Linked DNA regions of Mus musculus: all the other regions are linked to region 1. A link is a contact called in public promoter capture Hi-C data. All regions are on one chromosome and are shown on one strand. Each heading gives the region's core, a stretch centred on a gene start, on an enhancer-like site or on the middle of the called end of the contact. The rest is flanking DNA. Distances are from core to core; before and after follow the strand shown.

Evidence for each region. Promoter capture Hi-C pulls out the DNA fragments that hold promoters and counts their contacts.
Region 2: a promoter capture Hi-C map of pre-B cells shows a contact between it and region 1. The contact joins the promoter of Sdcbp here to the enhancer-like site in region 1. A contact is called at or near these places in 7 of 39 promoter capture datasets (the C10 cell line, cranial neural crest, frontonasal cranial neural crest and 4 more) and 6 of 115 datasets of contacts at active chromatin or transcription factors (astrocytes, differentiating embryonic stem cells, embryonic forebrain and 3 more).
Region 3: a contact with region 1 is called in a promoter capture Hi-C map of liver, with 3 times the contacts expected there. The contact joins the promoter of Cyp7a1 here to the enhancer-like site in region 1. A contact is called at or near these places in 5 of 39 promoter capture datasets (cranial neural crest, hippocampal neurons, liver and 1 more), 1 of 115 datasets of contacts at active chromatin or transcription factors (astrocytes) and 2 of 9 other capture datasets (adipose tissue and liver).
Region 4: a contact with region 1 is called in a promoter capture Hi-C map of pre-B cells, with 5 times the contacts expected there. The contact joins the promoter of Ubxn2b here to the enhancer-like site in region 1. A contact is called at or near these places in 7 of 39 promoter capture datasets (the 3T3-L1 cell line, the C10 cell line, liver and 2 more) and 2 of 9 other capture datasets (adipose tissue and liver).

Annotation. Positions count from the first base shown.
Region 1 is chr4:3,952,078-3,956,490 of GRCm38.p6, forward strand. No RefSeq gene overlaps it. Among named protein-coding and RNA genes, the nearest start is that of Chchd7, 15 kb to the left of the region's middle. Within about 2 kb of position 2,009, at least 78 of the 459 cell types and tissues checked have an H3K27ac peak or open chromatin away from gene starts, as enhancers often do. A contact at or near this core is called in liver and pre-B cells, where this site is marked.
Region 2 is chr4:6,363,405-6,367,817 of GRCm38.p6, forward strand. It overlaps Sdcbp (syndecan binding protein), which reads left to right and starts at 2,276. Exons shown (of 9, transcript NM_001098227.1): 1 at 2,276-2,355.
Region 3 is chr4:6,273,703-6,278,115 of GRCm38.p6, forward strand. It overlaps Cyp7a1 (cytochrome P450, family 7, subfamily a, polypeptide 1), which reads right to left and starts at 1,930. Exons shown (of 6, transcript NM_007824.3): 1 at 1,790-1,930; 2 at 1-122. The coding sequence starts at 1,869. RefSeq lists a promoter at 1,898-2,248.
Region 4 is chr4:6,189,324-6,193,736 of GRCm38.p6, forward strand. It overlaps Ubxn2b (UBX domain protein 2B), which reads left to right and starts at 1,782. Exons shown (of 8, transcript NM_026534.2): 1 at 1,782-1,890. The coding sequence starts at 1,807.

The DNA of each region.
Region 1 (4,413 bases), core at 759-3,258:
TCTCTCTCTCTCTCTCTCTCTCCCCCCTCTCTCAAATGCAGCAGGTGAATCTTTCCAAAATGCAGAAATTGTTTCACTTAAAATCCCAAAGACCTACCTACCCTCTCAGGCTGATGCACTTCCCATGGTTTGCAATACTCTTGTGATCTGGAACATCAAGGGAGTGAATTGGAGGAAGTTACCCAGAACTCATGCCCACTGACCTTAGATTTTAGGCATGAGGCATGAGATTATTGACATCCCTTCCATACAGTGACATCTTGCTATTTTCATTCACCAGCACCAAGCATACCCTGTTTTCTGATCTTGAATGTCTACTCCGCTGCTCTCAGCTCTGCTATCTTCTCAGGCTCAGCTCTCAGATATGTGCTGAGCCTTTATGACAACCCTGGTCAGATTCACTGTGCTTTCTCATCATTTGTATACAGGCACTGTGGCATTTCCACTACTCTGCATAGCTGGGGGACACAACTATTCACTAAAATCAGGCAGTGGAGGACTCTAAATGTGATCTTTCACATTCTGCCTTCTGTTTTTTAAAGGAAGGACGAGGAATGGTATGCCTCACTTCAAACAGGAGAGGGGTGTGGTGATTTGATTTTTGTTCATAAAGACAACAGTTGCCAGTGATAGTTTTCAGTTTCAGGAGCCATTTCTGCTGTTGTCAGTGTTTCAGATGAACATCCTGCAACTGCATAGAGTTCTGTTTGTGAGTCATAGGCTGTGCTCAGATTGAGAAATTTGTAGGAGTTCTCAACAAATGGCTAGTTTTCCTTGTAAGAGCTGGATGGTGCTATCACACAGTGAGATGGTAGGTATGCACTGGATATGCACCTTCCTTTAGAAAAAACTGTGAAATCACATTTTAAAAAAGACTATTTTGGGGACTGAACTACTTGGGGCTTCAGTGGTGGAGTGCTTGTTTAGCACACACTGGACTGTAAAATGATCAGTCTACAAAGATCACCTAAGTCTACCCACTCAGCATCTCCTGTTTGAGACCACTTGGATTTCTCATTCAAGTCCTGAGAGTTTTCTTAAAGAAATAAAGAAAGTAAGGGTCATTTCAAAGCACATACCTGGGTACTGGTAGGAAAGAGGGCAAGCTACAAGCAAATTCAAACAAAGGGAAGAACAGAAAATGACAGAATGAGAGGGTAATTCAACCAGGTGCAGGGTAACTGGGCAAAGATGGCTATGCTGGCTTCTGAAACAGCCACAATGAAAGTAAAAAGCCAAATGTCCTGATTAATAACATAAGTATTACATGGCAAAGTGTGAAAAGAGCATTGTGTTTATGTGAGTTTTGGCTCTGCGCCCTATTATCTGGATCATCTGAATGAATTGTTTCACCCTTAAGCATCTTCTGTGTTTTGAAATTATAATTTAAAAAATTGGTTATAGTGACCATAAAGAAACCCATGAGTTGGGTGGGTAGATACTGATATTTGAGAGGCGTGTATTGAGACTGGATTATTCATCACTAAAAGCCACAGTGAACTTTAGGCCAGCCACCTAGTCCTTTCAAAAACCCCAACTATAAAAGATAACACTCTCTTGCATCTGCAGGAAAAGGCTGTCTGAAACCAAACAAAGTGCCCCTTTCCACACCTTCCCTCTTATTGTTCTACCATTTGGTCCATATTGCTGTCTCCTGAGAGTTTTTACTCCTGGACTACCACTGTCCTAGTTTCTTCATCCCCATCTGAAATCATCAGTAAGCAAGAGAAGCATACAAGAGTCCACTGGGCAGCAACTGAAGATTTCAAAAGGAGCTAGATGGAAGTGAGAATAAACAGTACTCCCCCCTCCCCACCAATGCTTAGGGCACAATTTACATAAAGAAGCTGACTGTTGCTTAGACTGTTCTGCTACCAACTAGAATTCTCCCTACTCTCTCCTCCCTTCCCTCCACTCCACTTTTCAATCAGTCCTTCATTCCCTTCAGAGAACCTCCTCTCACTTCCTCTGACTCTGCCTAGTCTAGCCTCATCTACTCTTCCTGAAACTTGAACTTTCTACACAAGGTTCACATTTCCATAATGCAGCATGGAGTACAGGTCTCCTTGACTCTGGGATTATGTGATGGTATAGCTCATTGTATCCTTGCAGTGCTCTGTACTTCTGGAAAGTGCAAAGGCAGAGACGACTGTGATACTTCATACTTTCATTTTCACTTCGTAAAACACTCTCAGAAACATAATTAATTACACTGAAAGTTGCATGTGCTCTGAGAAGTCAGCCTTCCTGGTTTGCAGATGTAAGACTGAGCCTTAGTGCATTCAAGTGACCTGCTCAGTAGACAAAGTTGCCAGTTTTCTTCCTCTGTGCTCCAGGCTGACCCTATTTCTTAGTGTCTATTCTGTTTTCCAAACCTCATAATTGCAGCTATTATCCAAATTCTCATTTATTTCACCAATTCGTACTTACCAAGTTTGTAAATCAGAGATTGTTAAAGTGAATGAGAGCTGCATACTCTGGGAGAAAGTTACACATTAAGAATATTCTAAATATTGTAGTGGGTTCACCCTTTTCATCCACTCTAGAAAATCTTTCAAAAAATGTATAGTACTTTGCACCCATCATTCTTGCCTTACCCTCTACTACTGCAAAAGCTATGAGAGGTGACTTTAGTGAGAGATGACAAAGTACTCTATGCCACAAAATAGCAAGAAAGAATAAGGCAAGAAGCCTGGATCACAGCCAAGTAGAAGATGTATTTTTCCTCCTGGATAAACGTGTTGGTTTGCCCTTTTCTTGTAGTAACGACTTCTGAAGAGGAAGTTCCTTGGGACGCTGCAGATCCTGGAGGGTGTTTTCAGTTTATAGGCTACACTTGGCAACCAGTGTCATCCCTGTCTGTTTCATTCACTTCAATATACATGTCCTTGTGGAACAGCATTCCAATCCCATGATGACTTCAGCAGAGGATTCTCACTGTGAAGAGTGTCTTTCACAACCCAAATAGACCACAGTTCTCCACCTCCTGGGAAAAACAAACTATATTATTATCATCACCACCAAAAACTCACACCAGCTTTCTTCTGCCACAGCGCAGTCATGGGTCTGTTCGCCTCCAATCTTGTGTAGCCTCCTGGCATTCCCTAAGATGAGTGTGTGGGTGACTGCCTCATTCAGTTACCTCTTCTGTCTCCAATTTTATTTCCTGCTCATTTAAAACTTTGCACTGGGGGGATGCATGAGAAGGTGTGGAAAGCTGAGAGGGGAAGGAATGTTCGTGAGGGAATTACACCTTCAGTGGTTGGAGGTGTGGCTAAGTTTATAATCCTGTTTTACTTCTAGCTCTGTGTGTGTGTGTGTGTGTGTGTGTGTGTGTGTGTGTGTGTGTGTGCGTGTGTGTGTGTAGGCTAGGTCAGCCTCAGGAACACTACCTTCTGTGAGACAGAGTCTCTCATAGTCCTGAAGCTTATCTGTTAGCTAAATTGGCTGTCTAGTGACCTTCAGAAATTCTCTTGTTGCTGCCTTTCTAGTGTGTTACTGCATTTGGCATCTTATTTGAGTTCTTGGGATCAAACTTAAGTCCTTACACTTTTGAGGCAAGATCTAGTTTGACTACATTATATCTCCTCAGCCTTGGATAATTTTCTGAAGCTTAGAAGTCTTGTGTGTTCTGCATCTATAAAATGCCAGCACTAGAGAGTGCATTTTTATAGGAGTAAGATAAGGTGTATGAAAGATCAGCATGATGACTGGGATGTACAAGGCACCAATAACAGTTTACTATTGTTCTCTAGTCCTCTCTTTTGAGTAGAGGTAGAGTGAAGAAAGGCTCTTGGAATCCCCTTTAAGTAATGTGGTTTAAGTCTGGAAAAGAGGAGGCTTATATTTGGATACTTACTGGAATAACAGGTCAATTATAACTCATCCATGTTGTTGACCTTCAAGCATCCTTGTCTGAAGTAAGAATTCTTTGGTACTATGTGATTAAATGACTATTATTCTTACTGTAGGGTCTGGTTCTGTCTAAGGACAGGGCTGGCTGAGTGTGTATGGCTTTGCAACTCAGCAGTCTTCAAGAGGGCATAGAAGCATATTTATAAAGATAATCAGAACAGTATGGCAGTATGTTTGGATAGTAACTTTGCTCTAGAAACATTTACAACATTAAGATTCTTAGCACATCTGTACCAACTAAAATTATGAATGAAATGGGTTTGCTTAGAACCCCCCAGCCCCCAAAAAAGAGAAGTGAATAGTAAAACTGGGAGATATGGAGCACTGGGAAGAGCATCATTACAATGGGCCAGGAAATAAGCTTGTTTAAATGAAAAGGCCCAAATAATGGGGAAGGTGACATGGAAATCAGGAGGCAAACAAAGAGAGAAGAGACGACAATGTTTAACTTAAAACCCAGCAACGATTTGACCTTACAGATAGAGAAAACACCAAGAA
Region 2 (4,413 bases), core at 1,026-3,525, 2.4 Mb after region 1:
TTGCCTGTCATCTCTACTCTCCCTTGATTACTATGCTATACCATCAAAGGAGTTTTGTACTGAGTTACTGCTGTTATGAACAGAATTTTCGTGTCTCTAATTCTAGTTCCTACAAGGAAGCCCACTCTGTAGTGTGATTCATGAACTCTGCCCTTCTTCCCTTCCTCTTCCCCTCTTCTTTCCTCATCGCCCCTTGTTTTTCTCTCCTGTCTTTTAGTTGCAATGAGAAGTTGGCTATCTGCACATTAGGAGGTGGGTCCTTGTTAGATCCAAAGTCTTTAGGTAACTCAAGATATAACAGGTATTCCCTGTTCCGTTGCTCCAACCACCTAGCCTTTGGTAATTTGTTCTTGTAGCCACAGTAAAACACCCTCAAGCTACATATTTTATCTTCTTCAGCATCCTTTATGATTAGTTTATTTACTGTTTGTGTGTGTGCCCATGTATATGTGTACAGTTCTCCTGCCACACAGCACAAACATGTGAAGTCAGAGGACAACATCTCCAGTTGGCTCTCTCTTTCCAGGTTGACAGTATTTTTTGTTTTTTTTGTTTGTTTTTCAGCAAATGCTTTCACTCCACTAAACCATCTTGCCCGCCTTGGTGTTTTGTTTTTCTCACAAACTGTGGAACCAGCTTGTTGGTATCTATGACTTGATAGGATTTTGACTGAGATTGGATGAGATCTATAGATGGTGGGCAGAACTGACATCTCCATAAAATCTTTCTTCCTATGTATAAAGGTGGGCGTCCCCCACTTTACTCAGATCTTTCATTTTCTTTAGAACTCCCTGTCAACACAAAGAAACCGCAGCTCTCATCTTAAAGGTGATAAGAGATAGTTGATTTTGGAACCATTTTGAGTGACCATGGCCTGGGAACACAGATTTAGGTTACTTCAAATTCTATGTTCCAACAAGTAGCCTCAAGTAGCTCTCATAGTTTTTGTTTTTGTTTTTGTTTGTTTTTCTGAGACAGGGTTTCTTTGTGTAGCCCTGGCTGTCCTGGAACTCACTCTGTAGACCAGGCTGGCCTCGAACTCAGAAATCTGCCTGCTTCTGCCTCCCAAGTGCTGGGATTAAAGGCGTGCACCATTTTACAGGACAGAGGAAGTCATCAGTCAAGGCAAGCTTACAATACATAGGCGCTTACTTCAGAGAGGCAGGACAAGGCAGTGGGGGTGAGGTTCAGGGAACCTTTCTGTAAGACGCAAGGTGTTTTCTGGTGGCATTCTAAGCATTTGGATTGGTAGAAGCTAGTTGCCTGCTAATTCAATAGATTCTAAAGACCTGTTGTTTATTGTCACAAGATGTTAGTTTAGACACAGGGAAACAAGGAATGGCTGTTCTGGAGGGCCAGGATTTAGCCCAAGATATGGTGATCTTCCTCTGGACTTTCGACATTCCAACCTATTTATTTCCACAGCATGAAATTCTAATTAGGAGTTTTCCTTCACACAGATATTCATTCAACTAGGCTTGTAGCTAAGTATTTTATCTTGATATATTTTTAATATTCAATTCCAATTGCTCATTTCGTGCAGATAGGAAAGTAATTGACTCGTGTGTATATTAACCGTGTATCGTAGCAACCTTGCTGTAGCTGCTTATTCTGCTTACTGGTGTTTATTTTCTCTTTGTTTACATAGATAATCTTGCCAGCTGTGAATAGAACTGTATTTCTTCCTTTTCCATCCCGTAACTCGTTTTACAAGTTGTTCATCAGTTAAGCCATATTCTCCCTGGAGCATCACATTTTCATTCCTCTTGTCATGTAATGCTTATTGTTTTACCAGAGATAAAATTTCAAATGACTGTGATGATGAATAATTTAGATAGACAATTGCTTGCATGCCAATGATGTCATATACTGTTACTAGGAAATGGCCTCAGCCATGGACTGGTGTAGATATTGTCAGTTTCACATATTCATGTACACCCCAAACATCTGGATTCCCCTATCAGCACCATCAACTCTCAGAAAGCACATAGTCCGTGTTTTTAAGATTAGAATGTGGGTTTTATTTATTTCAGGGTGTGTGTGTGTGTGTGTGTGTGTGTTCAACACCGAGAGTAACAGTCAGCAGCCAATGAGCATTCGTTCTGGGAACAAAGGGTAGTAAAAGGCGGCGGGGGCTGCCAGGGAACCGAGGCTGGAGCCGGGAGTTGGGAGGATTTCGTAGAGGGAGGGTGGGCTGGTGGTCGCTCGGGCTGTGCCGCGTTGTCATGGGGACGGCGCGTGCGCCTGCGCCTGCGCGGCGGAAGGCGGGGGCGGTGATGACGCGCAGGGCGGGCCCCGAGGTTCGGTTGTGTGGAGCTGGAGCGGGCAGCAGGAGCGGCGCGGTCCTCGGGGCAGGTGAGTGGCCGCGGGGGTCCCGGGCCCCGGCAGGTCTCGGAGCTGGTCCGGCGCTCTGCTTCGGGCCCCGGGTGGGTCTGGCCGGGTCCTCGCCCGCACTCGGTGGCGTCCTCAGCGGCTTCCGGACGGCTGGCAGGGCGCGACGGACCGGAGGTGACAACGGTTAGCTGCGGAGCCGCTGCTCTGGAAGGGGGCAGGGAGGGCCAGGGCTTGCAGCGGGGTGTGTGCACCAGGAACGGTCTCCGGAGGTCTGGTGACTCAGATCTCCTTGGAGGATTTCCTTCTAATACGGGGCGGAGGGAGGCGTACAGACGTGGAAAGTTTCCAGTTTCAGAAGTGCAGTTATGGAGCCGTGGAGTGTGTGGGATCGTTTGTTGTATTCGTCCTATCTTCGACACATAGCTTTTTTTTTTCTTGTTTTGTTTTGTTTTCCATTAGGTAAATTACTTAGAAAGTGTAGAGTTTTAAATTCTTAACACGCACGCTTTACACCGAGAACAAATGTTTAAGAACGAAAGTTATATTGAAAATAGCTGCTGCCCTGGTCAATTGTCTTACTTTTGAAATGTCAAGGTGATATAGTTCAGCAGATTTGTACTCTCATTTTCCCGATGTGAGGATAGGACAAAGCAGAAAATATGCCTTTTCATCCTGTTAACAACTTAGGTCCTTAAACTGGTAGGTCTTAAGTGGTACGTAAGTATTACTGATCAGATGACTTGCACCAGGAAATAAGGAAATGGAATGACGAGAAGGCTCAGTAAACAATTACTCCATTATAGCCAGAGTCACTTAACTTTGGAAGCAGATTTTAGCTGTGCTGGATCTATTAAAGAGGATTTAAAAATCATGAACAAGAAAGGGCTGATTAAGATTTTGATGCACTTTTGAATTAAGCAGCCCTTTAAAATGAGCACGGCTCACCGACTTCCCCCCATTTTTGCCACTTTCTCTTAGGTAGTAAACATCCAGAGACTGTAAAAGACACCCACACACTTTAAAATACTTATACATTTAATAATCGTTCTCCTTGTACTTATTAATTGCCAAATGTTGCAACACTTACTGAAAATTTTAGCTTTTAAGGATGTAATTAGTAAACATATGGCTCAAAATTTTAAGCATTTAAAATGTAGAGCATACAGTATAAAACCTCCCCTGTGCTTGGCATAGGCTTTGGTTGTGCCCACCAGCCAGCCATATTTCCTCTGGCAGGCCAGTTCTTTTACGGTCTTAGGTACTGGTTCAGATAGTGCCTCTATGGTCAGACATGTAAATATGTTTCCCTCAGTTTAACACTGAGGAAGGCATGATTTTCTGCTGTATGTGTCTGTTTTTCCAGTTAGTAATAACATTTTGGATTATAACTTTCAGTTATGGTTAAGTTTGGCTGTGTTTTGGTCAGTGTCACTGTGACCAAGCTAGTAGGTATGATTGTCACCCTTTGCAAGTACATGTCAACTAAAGACATGAAGCGGTCTTACTGTGTCTGGAGTTATAATTGGAGCAGATGTCTAAATTGTAGGAGTTACTCCTCTTATACTTAACTTTCTTAAAATTGTAAAAGGCTTTGAACAACTATATTTAAAAAATGATAGTTTCTTTCCGCTAGCTTTTTAAAAAATGGTGTGTGTGTGTGTGTGTGTATGTGTGTGTGTACATACGTGGGAGTGGGATGGGGAGTGCAGGGAGTGGAGAGGCCAGAGTCAGCGTGCCTGTGGGGTTGAATTAGTGGTTTTGTCAGTTGCCCCAAGAATGGGTGCTGGGAACTGAACAGCATGTGTTCCTTGGAGCTCCTGCATACAGACCTGCCAGGAACCTAGGCCCCTGGGGCCCAGACTCACAACAACTCTACAGTTTTAACTTTGTCACCTTCTTAGTGTGCCCTACTAGTGTACATGGTCTGAACCTTCCTGGGCCCCACTCCTGACGGAGAATAAGCAGAACCTCCTTCCACGTTTCCGAGCTGAAGGCTCTCCCCCTGCAAGACTCCTGTCACATCACAACAGATCACAACAGCTCCAGCTCCTCTTACAGCTGTAATGAAGGGTAACCGCT
Region 3 (4,413 bases), core at 680-3,179, 2.3 Mb after region 1:
TAAAAACATGGCCATGTTTCCTTTGCTTTGCTCTTAGGAATTCAAGAGGATTGGATCCGAACTTCAGAGCACAGCCCAGGTATGGAATCAACCCGTTGTCCAAAGGAGGTTCACCTACTTTCCTGTAAGACGCAGATTTGGGAGGTTGGGAAAATTACGTGTTCAGTGTTTTCTAGTACTTATTTCATATGTAGCTTCATAACTACAGTTTGTAGATACTTATTTTGGTGATGGGGACCCCTCTCTTTTACTAAAACAGTGGCTTTTTTAGTGTACTAAGATATTGGTGAGGGTGATTACTAAATCTATCCACTCACGAATCTATCTATTAACCCATCCATCAGTCTATCCACCTCCATATATATATATATACACACACACGTGTGTGTGTGTGTATTCACACATTCATCAAGAACCCAATAAATTGTTTTCTATGCCTATGTCCTATTGCTTTTCCCAATGGCAGAGCTTAGAGTGTTAACATAGCCAACAAGATTCTTGCTCTCGAAGTATCACCTAATGATTAAACTTTTCTAAGAATCATTTCCCTAAATGCCTATAATGTAACATTTGCTCTTTTTCTTTAAGGATGGGAAACATCAAATGACAGAAAGGGCTACAGTGTTAAAGTTTTAACAATCTACAGAATTTAAAATACTAGCATCCTGAGGACTGGAGGTGTGGCTCAATGGTGGAGCTCTTGATAACATTTATAAAACCTTCCCTTTGATCCTCAACTCTGGAAAAAAGAACATTATTATTCTGAGATGATATTTGAAGTGAATAGGAATCTCATTTGGAAAATTAGATCATTATAAAATGAAATTGGATCAAGTAAACATTGGCAAACCATGAACTAAAATCCAATACTCTTTTACTCTTTCTTAAATGTTTTATTAAAATTATAAGCTTATTTATTTCCCAATAAATTATATATTTAGTGTTTTCTACTATTTATTTCAAGCTTCCTAACTACAGTTTGTAGACACTTCTTTTGATGATGGGGACCCTGCTTTTTTATTAAAACAGTGGGTTTTTTTAGCCTATTAAGATATTGGTGAAGAATATCTCTTCATCTCTTCTAAGAATAATTGAGTATAATTGATATTTCCTTTCTTAGCATGACGATAAGCTGTTTAATTTAAACTGGTAACTATCAGCCGAAGAGGCAAAGAAACACTTTTTAAACTAAGAGAACACATACTGGTTTACCTCTCTGAAGATAATGCCAGGGGTATTGTCCTATTTTGATGTTGACAGTCCAGAAAATATCTAAATATCCTGCCCCGAAATGTTCTTTGAGTCATTCAAAATGATATCATGTGCAGGCACCAAAGCTTCCCAGTCACACAGTTGGTTAACATTGGAAAGAAAAGTTAGAGGCAGACAAACTCAGGCTCTGTGCTCTCACCCAAGCTTAGACGGAGTCTGCAGAAAACCCAGATGACTGCACACTTGCTTAGGCAGAGCATCTAGTCAGTTCATGTCACAGAAAGAACCCCTCTAAATATTACTCTTCTCAGCTTAGGTTTGCTCCACACACGCATACATAAACTTGCATCAAAAACTTGTAATTTTTTAGTTATGTTTAACAAGATCTGCATTACCAGTGGTGAATGTGAATATGCTAAGGGGAACTATCTATATCTTGTTAGATTTAGTCAAAGATGTGTCTTTTAAATTTAAAATTAAAAGTACTAATGTACTAGTATTTTTTTCATGCTGTGTAATCATGAAGGTATTGAATACTAGAAATAAATTAAGACAAATTTAAAAAATGTTTCCATACCTTCTCCTTATTCCAATGATAAACCATATGCAACAGCTCACTACCACAGCAATCCCCCAGATCAAAGAAATGCTCATCATTTTGCAAAAGCAGGAAAACGTCCCAAGGGGAGAATCTGTGCTTAGCAAAGCAAGACGGTCCAGAAACTGTGGCTCTAACTAGGCTTTATATATGCACAGGACCATGATCCAATAACTTGAACTTGGGTGACCAGAGCAAACACTAACTATTTGTCCTCCTAAAAAAAAGAAAAAAGAAAAAAGAAAAAAATAGCATTATCTGGCCTTGAACTAAGTCCATCTTCTCAGAAGAGGCTCCAGAACAAGCAGAGAGCTGCAATAGTCGATAAGCCGAAGGTCTGTCCCTCATGTGCTGACATAACATTCAAAGCTGGGGACAACAGCTAACACTGTGCTTCTGTGTGTAGAAAAAGAAGTAAACACACTACAGAAGAGCTCACCTACCAAAGATGTGGAGTGTGTTGTAAAGCAAAACAGGCAGAAGCTTTCCATCCTGGCTTTAATACTGGCTGTCCATGTCATTAACCTTTGGGGAAAATTATTTAAATTAATTTCCAGAAGTATACAGCAACCGATCCTAAAGGATGTGAACGGTGTGGAACAGTTTGTTTTGTTTGTTTCTTTGTTTGTTTGTTTTTGCTTGATTGTTCAGTGTGTTTATAAAGCCACAGGTGCTTCATGTAGTCTATCTACTATCGTCGAAATAGAAAACCTCCCAGCACTCATCTTCTAGGCAGCCATAGCTTGAGAATTCACTCTTTACCAATTTTTATTTGTAATTAAGATGTACTTTTATTTCAAATAAAGACTACAACACTTCTTGTCAAAGTAAATATGAATTCATAATTTACCTCTTATACTACTCATAAACTGGTATACAACTTTCCCAACTTTACTCAGCATAATCTTTCATTTTGTGCTGAAGATTGAACCAATGGCCCCACTCCTCCAAGGCAAGCACTCTACCGCTGATTTACACCCCAGCTCCCTACTTAACATAAATATTAATTGAGCATTTTTATGTTCCAGGAACTCTTTGAAGATATTCTGGTTTCAGGTACTAACAAGACAGGGAGTTTCTCTACTGAAGATTGTATTTTGATGGGGAGACAGCAAATATGTGTTGTGTATCCATAAAATGAGGTGTATAGGGATAAATATGGCTTTAAATATGTTGATAGGAGAAGCTTTTTTGAAAAGATGATACTTGAGATAGAATAGCTAAGGAAAGACATTTCCAGGAGAGGGGACAGCAAAGGTGAAGTTCCTGAGCAGAGAGAGGATGAACTTGGTGTGCTAAAACACAGAATGAACAAATGGAGGATAGAAGATGGAGTTGGGTTTAAGAAAGAGACTAGAAGATAAGCAAAAATTAGTTCATATAGGGCTGCTTCTATATGCTTCATATAGAGTGGAGAGAGGATTGGACCTATTGCCTTGGAAGGCAAAATACCAGTGTAATGTTTTGAACATTTGAAAATCCAAGGGACAATGTCAATTTCTCAGCTGAGTATAAGAATCTGAGGTAAGGAGAAAGGAAAACATCAGTGATGTAGATGTTAAGCCGTCAGCATTTTTGATATTTAAAGCCAAGCGACCCTCTCAGGTCACCTAGCAGAAGCAGTAGGTAGAGTATGACACTAGGCCAGAGAGAGTGCATTCTATTCCCCGATGCCAGGAAAAGGGGAGAAAAGAAAACAATAAAAGAGAAATAAACTGTACAAATATGTCTCTGGATACATATCTGTATAGTGTGTGTATTATTATTATTATTATTATGTATTTAATCTGAATAAAACTATCTTAGTGAACAACTTATTCAAATAATTCTTTTTTTAAGACTTATTTATTTTATGTACATGAGTCTGTATATATGCCTGAAGGCCAAAAGAAGGGTTGAGAGCCACCATGTGGTTGCTGGGGATTGATCTCAGGACCTCCGAAAGAGCACATAGTGCTCTTATCTGCTAAGGCATTGCTTCAGCCCATCAACTAATTCTTGACTGGTGGACATTTGAGTCCTGCCTAGCTTTTGTTATAGATGTGATAGCTTTTTCCCCTCCCTAAACAGAGCCTACAGATCCTTCATTGTGTGGTCTGTGACTATAATCATTAACATCAGTTGCTATGCAGTAGGATAGATTTTCTCAGAATCTATTTAAACCTCCTAATGCTTTGTGCACATTAAGTATATTTATATTGCTTTTATAAAATAGCACATCGTCTTCTCAAATGGCCCTTGAAGAGCCTCGCCCTAACTCATCCAACCACAGCCAAGTAAGTAAAGAAACAACCTCATAGCTAAGCAATCCAGGTCTCTAACCCTCTTCAATAAATCACAGAAGACAAAAATAAACAGGAAAGGCCATAGGTGGCCTCTTAGTATTCTCTTTACAACTTCCCATGAATCTGTAATTCTGTGCAAATAAGGGACAATCACTCTCAAAGCCTCAGGAAAATTCTAAGGTTTGCCTTCTTCATCCACTCATAACAGTGCAGACTCATTCCAGTCACCCTGGCGGGTGTTTATCTTGATGTCCCCTACCCTGTCCTTTTGTTGTTCCTCCCTCAATCGTAACCCCTTCTCCATGTCAAGCACCCAAG
Region 4 (4,413 bases), core at 532-3,031, 2.2 Mb after region 1:
AATATGAACTAACCAGTACCCCCAGAGCTTGTGTCTCTAGCTGCATCTTCTTCTAGTAGCAGAAGATGGCCTAGGAAGGCCCCTTGGTCTTGCAAACTTTATATGCCCCAGTACAGGGGGATGGCAGGGCCAAAAAGTGGGAGTGGGTGGGTAGGGGAGCAGGGTGGGGGGAGGGTATAAGGGACTTTCGGGATAGCATTTGAAATATAAATGAAGAAAATATCTAATAAAAAAATTGAAAAGAATTGTCACAGTCTCAGTCTTGCTGTGGTCTCTCCAGTTGGACTGATTTTCATTACTCAAGGCCACATCTGGTGACCTTGGCCCAGTAAATAAGCCTGGCTGCTTACACATCAGAATCTAACTTAGCCCAAAACTCTAGTCTAAGGCTCTTTCTGACCACCTCATAATCGCTTCTAAAAAAAAAAATCATTTCTAAACAACCAGGTAGTATTTTGCTGACATGTGTAAGATGTTTCCATTATCTGTCTTAGAACTTATCTGTGACTTTTTACTTGTGGTCTTTCCTGGCCCAACAACTGTGAAAAGTTCTTCTCCTTCAAGGCCCAACATTAAAAGGTCATTTCTTGTCAAAAACATGATGGGAATTTTTAAGGCAGAATGTGTATCAAGACAGCAATGCAAGGTTTGGTAACTTGTACTGCTAGTTTCTAGTTTAATTATCATTTGCCTCGCTCAAGTACATCATTACATACTCAGCAATATGAGTGGAGCACTGTTGAGTTAACTGAACTGGGGAGAGGGACCATTATCCTTTGCCTTCTGAGTCTCAAGCTGAAAATAAAACTGAACTAAATAAATTTTCAGGAGAAAAGGACACACATTTTATTTTTTTTAAAACAATCATGTGATTAGCGTCTTCGTGGGAAACCTGAAAGCCTGTGTGGCTGTATCTACATACCAGGGGCAACCAAGAAAAGTAGCTAAGATGTGGATTTAATTCTAAAAGGTCTGTTGCAGACCTCTCAGTTTCATCTTCTCTACCTCATAAGTTTTTGTTTTTGTTTATTTTTTTTAAGTGCTCGAAACTCAAAGAACAGCCAAGGCAGCAGGCTGTAGGCTCCCACCTAGCATGGTACACACAACAGGCACCAAGAGAGTATTCTCCATTCACATACAGTCCGCGAGTAATAAATACTCTTTGCAAAGTAAAGTGTACTCTGTTACCTGCTTATATCTTTCTTTCCCTTCCTAGCTTATAAATTTCATAAAGGCTTCTTTTTTTTTTCTTGGGAGGCAATTCTTGGAGGTGTAAGTGTCTGGGACTTAAGATGAGAGTTAAGTCAATCCCAGCAGAAAAGAAGATGGCTTAAGAGTCTCCATTCTCATTGCCAAAAGCTTTACCGTGTTTCCTATCCTCAATACGGATCCACTCAGAAGGACTAATTTACCATCCAATCCTGGATAAGGGAAAATGACAGATAAGGGGAAATGAAAGGTGGAGTTGTTCATCTGCTAAGATATTGCATTGTTGAGTTAAATGAACTTGGAAGACAACGCTGCGCTCTAAAGGCAACCTACAGCATCTCCCAGCGAGTCGAATGGTGACTATAGAGAGATCTCAAAAACTGAAAAACTGGCGAGCCCTGCGGACCGGAACCCTACAGCGAGTGCGCACCGGCTGGTGGGGGGAAAAGGAGCCCGGAGGAACACCACGAACCCGGCACGGCTCCGCCCCCTCTCCAAGGCAGTGGGAGTCACGGAGTGGCTCCGCCCCTTCCACAGTCGCTAAGCAACCAACCCCGGAAGTCGCGGTCCGGGGCAGGCGCCGCAAGCGGGTGAAAGATGGCGGAGGGTGGCCGTGCGGAGCCGGAGGAGCAGGAGCGTGGGTCCTCCAGGCCACGGCCCCCAAGTGCGCGGGACTTACAGGTGCGCAGGCATGGAGCGCGGCGGCGGCGGGCGAGAGGGCGTGGGCATGGCGGGCGCGGGCCAGAGCCACTTTGTACCTCACCTGAGCCTGTCTCCGGAGAACTGGAGGGTCTCTCCTGGAGGCGCATTGCGGAGGGGTGCGTGTGGAATCCTGTGCCCTAGCCTCAGGCGGCGGTACAGGGGTTCCCTTCACGCTGGATGCACAAAGCAAATGTCATTTTGCCGAGCCATCTGGGTGCCTCCCAGCTGATGCTGCCTGCATTTGGGGAGTTGCTGTGGCCAGTGATAAATCAGCCATCACTAAAAAAGTAACTTTAAAAATGACGCGTGCTGGTTTGTTCTCCTGGATGCTTTTTCACGTTTGATGATTTATACATTAAAAGCACTTTCTTCTCCAAAAGCCTGCGGTTTTGCAGGGGAGAGCTTAAAACAGTTCAGGCTTTGGTCACAGCTCGCTTGAAAGAGTTCACAAAACAGCTTAACAGAAATAAAACTCAGCAATGTTAGGATGCTGGCATTAGCTAAACACTTGTCCGATGCTAATACTGCTTGTCCATTTTAGCCTTTTTTTTCTATCTCCTCATGAAATCATTGATAAAACTCAAACGATTAAACATATATTAGGGGTTATAGTTCAGAATAAATGAGCCTGGATTCGCAAACCTTGACAGAGCATTTTTATAGCAGGTCTTCATTCTGTAACCAGACGTACTGACCGTTTGCCATTCTAACTTTGTGCTGAAGCTCTGGGAAATGTGGATACAAATAGGACATCAAATCCAGAAGTAGTAGTGGATACTGTTGTGTGCTATCAAATTTTGTGAAAGGTCTCAGATTTGAAACAGGCTTGTAAAGCAGCTTTACAGACCAAGCCAATGCAGAATTCTAATGGTATTAATTGAGCACTGGTTGGTTCCGGTGACCCCGGAGCCAGTTAGCTCGTTATCTTAGAGTAATTGTCACTGTGATGAAACACCATGACCAAAGCAGCTTGGGGAGGAAAGACTCATGCTTCCACTCACAGTTCCTTATCAGACAGGACGTCAGAGCAGGAACATGGAGGCAGGAGCCGATGCAGAGGCTATGAAGGGTGCTACGTACTGGTTTGCTCCCCAAGGTTTCTTCAGCCTGCTTTCTTATAGGACCCTGGGCTCACAGCCCCGGTTTGGCACCACCCATAGTGTGTGTGGCCCTCCACCATCCATCACTAATTAAGAAAATGCTCCAAAGACTTGCCTACAGCCTTATGAAGGCATTTTTTTTTCATCGAGCCCCCCTTTCCCTGATATCTCTGGCTTTGTCAAGTTGACATAAAACTAAACAGCACACTAGTGAGGCAGTGTATTTTCTGTGTCTGGCTTGCTAGTTTTCATAAAGTCACATCTTATTGTCACTTGGAGTTTTCCCAACATGCTCTGGGTCTAGAAGCTGCCTCATTCAGGAATTCTATTTTGTTTTATGAATAATCTAGGTTTAATTGTCCTGAACAGTCTCTATTTTAACCACATATAACCTTTTGGACACCTTCATAACTGTTTGGAGAACTAAGCATAGTTTGAAGCATCACTGAATGCCAAAAAAAAAACAAAAAACAAAAAACAAAAAAACAAAATAAAACAAAGCAAAAAACAAAACAAAACAAAACAAAACAAAACAAAGGCAGTTCAGAAGATGAACTTGGAGAATGCAGAGATCAGCATCAGGTAGGAGATAAAAACCAGTGAATTAATGACCAGCTGAACAGAAATCTATCTCAGCTGCCATTCAGAATAGTCTGTCAGCCTCTACATCAGGAAGGAGGGTTTTAGGAAGAGGGCTATATAGTTATCTCCTGAAGTGTCTCTCTGTTGTGACTTCTGGACTGTTTCTAAGGCTGTTGTGTAGTGTCCTCCAGGCAATTCGTCATAGGGTTTAAAGTTGTTTAAGGTATTTAATTGCATATTTCCCAATGTTCCTCCAGAATAATATCAACAGGATTGCTGCTCTTAATTCCGTGTTTCCATCCAGATTAGCATTTGGGGAGGAGTAAACTTGTCTGAGGCTATCTAGATCACTGGTTCTCAGTGAAATAATGTCCCTGGAAAGGCTTGATAAAGCAGACACTAGCGCTCATACCCATATCTAATAGGTACAGAGTGGGACTTGAGCATTATGTATTTCCCAGATTCCCAGGTGTGGCTAGTCTGTACAGTTAACTTTACTGTGTTTTCTACAATGTAGCATAAGGCTGAGCCTTCTAGTTCTCTCTTGCTGTGTTTCTGCCCTTCACAGTGACTTAGATTCAGGTTACCTTCCAGACTGGAAAGAATATCAGTCCTTGACTTGGGAAGAATTGGAGCAAGAATGTCTCTTACTTAGGAAGCGCTGGTTTTGTCATTATACTTTTATCTGGTACTTGAATTAATCTTCTTTATTTAATTTCAAATAATATAATCTCAGGAGTGCTCAGTCTCTGTGTCTAATAATCTACACTTTAAAGAGTATCTCTAGCTGCATATGTAGCAGAAGATGGCCTACTTGGCC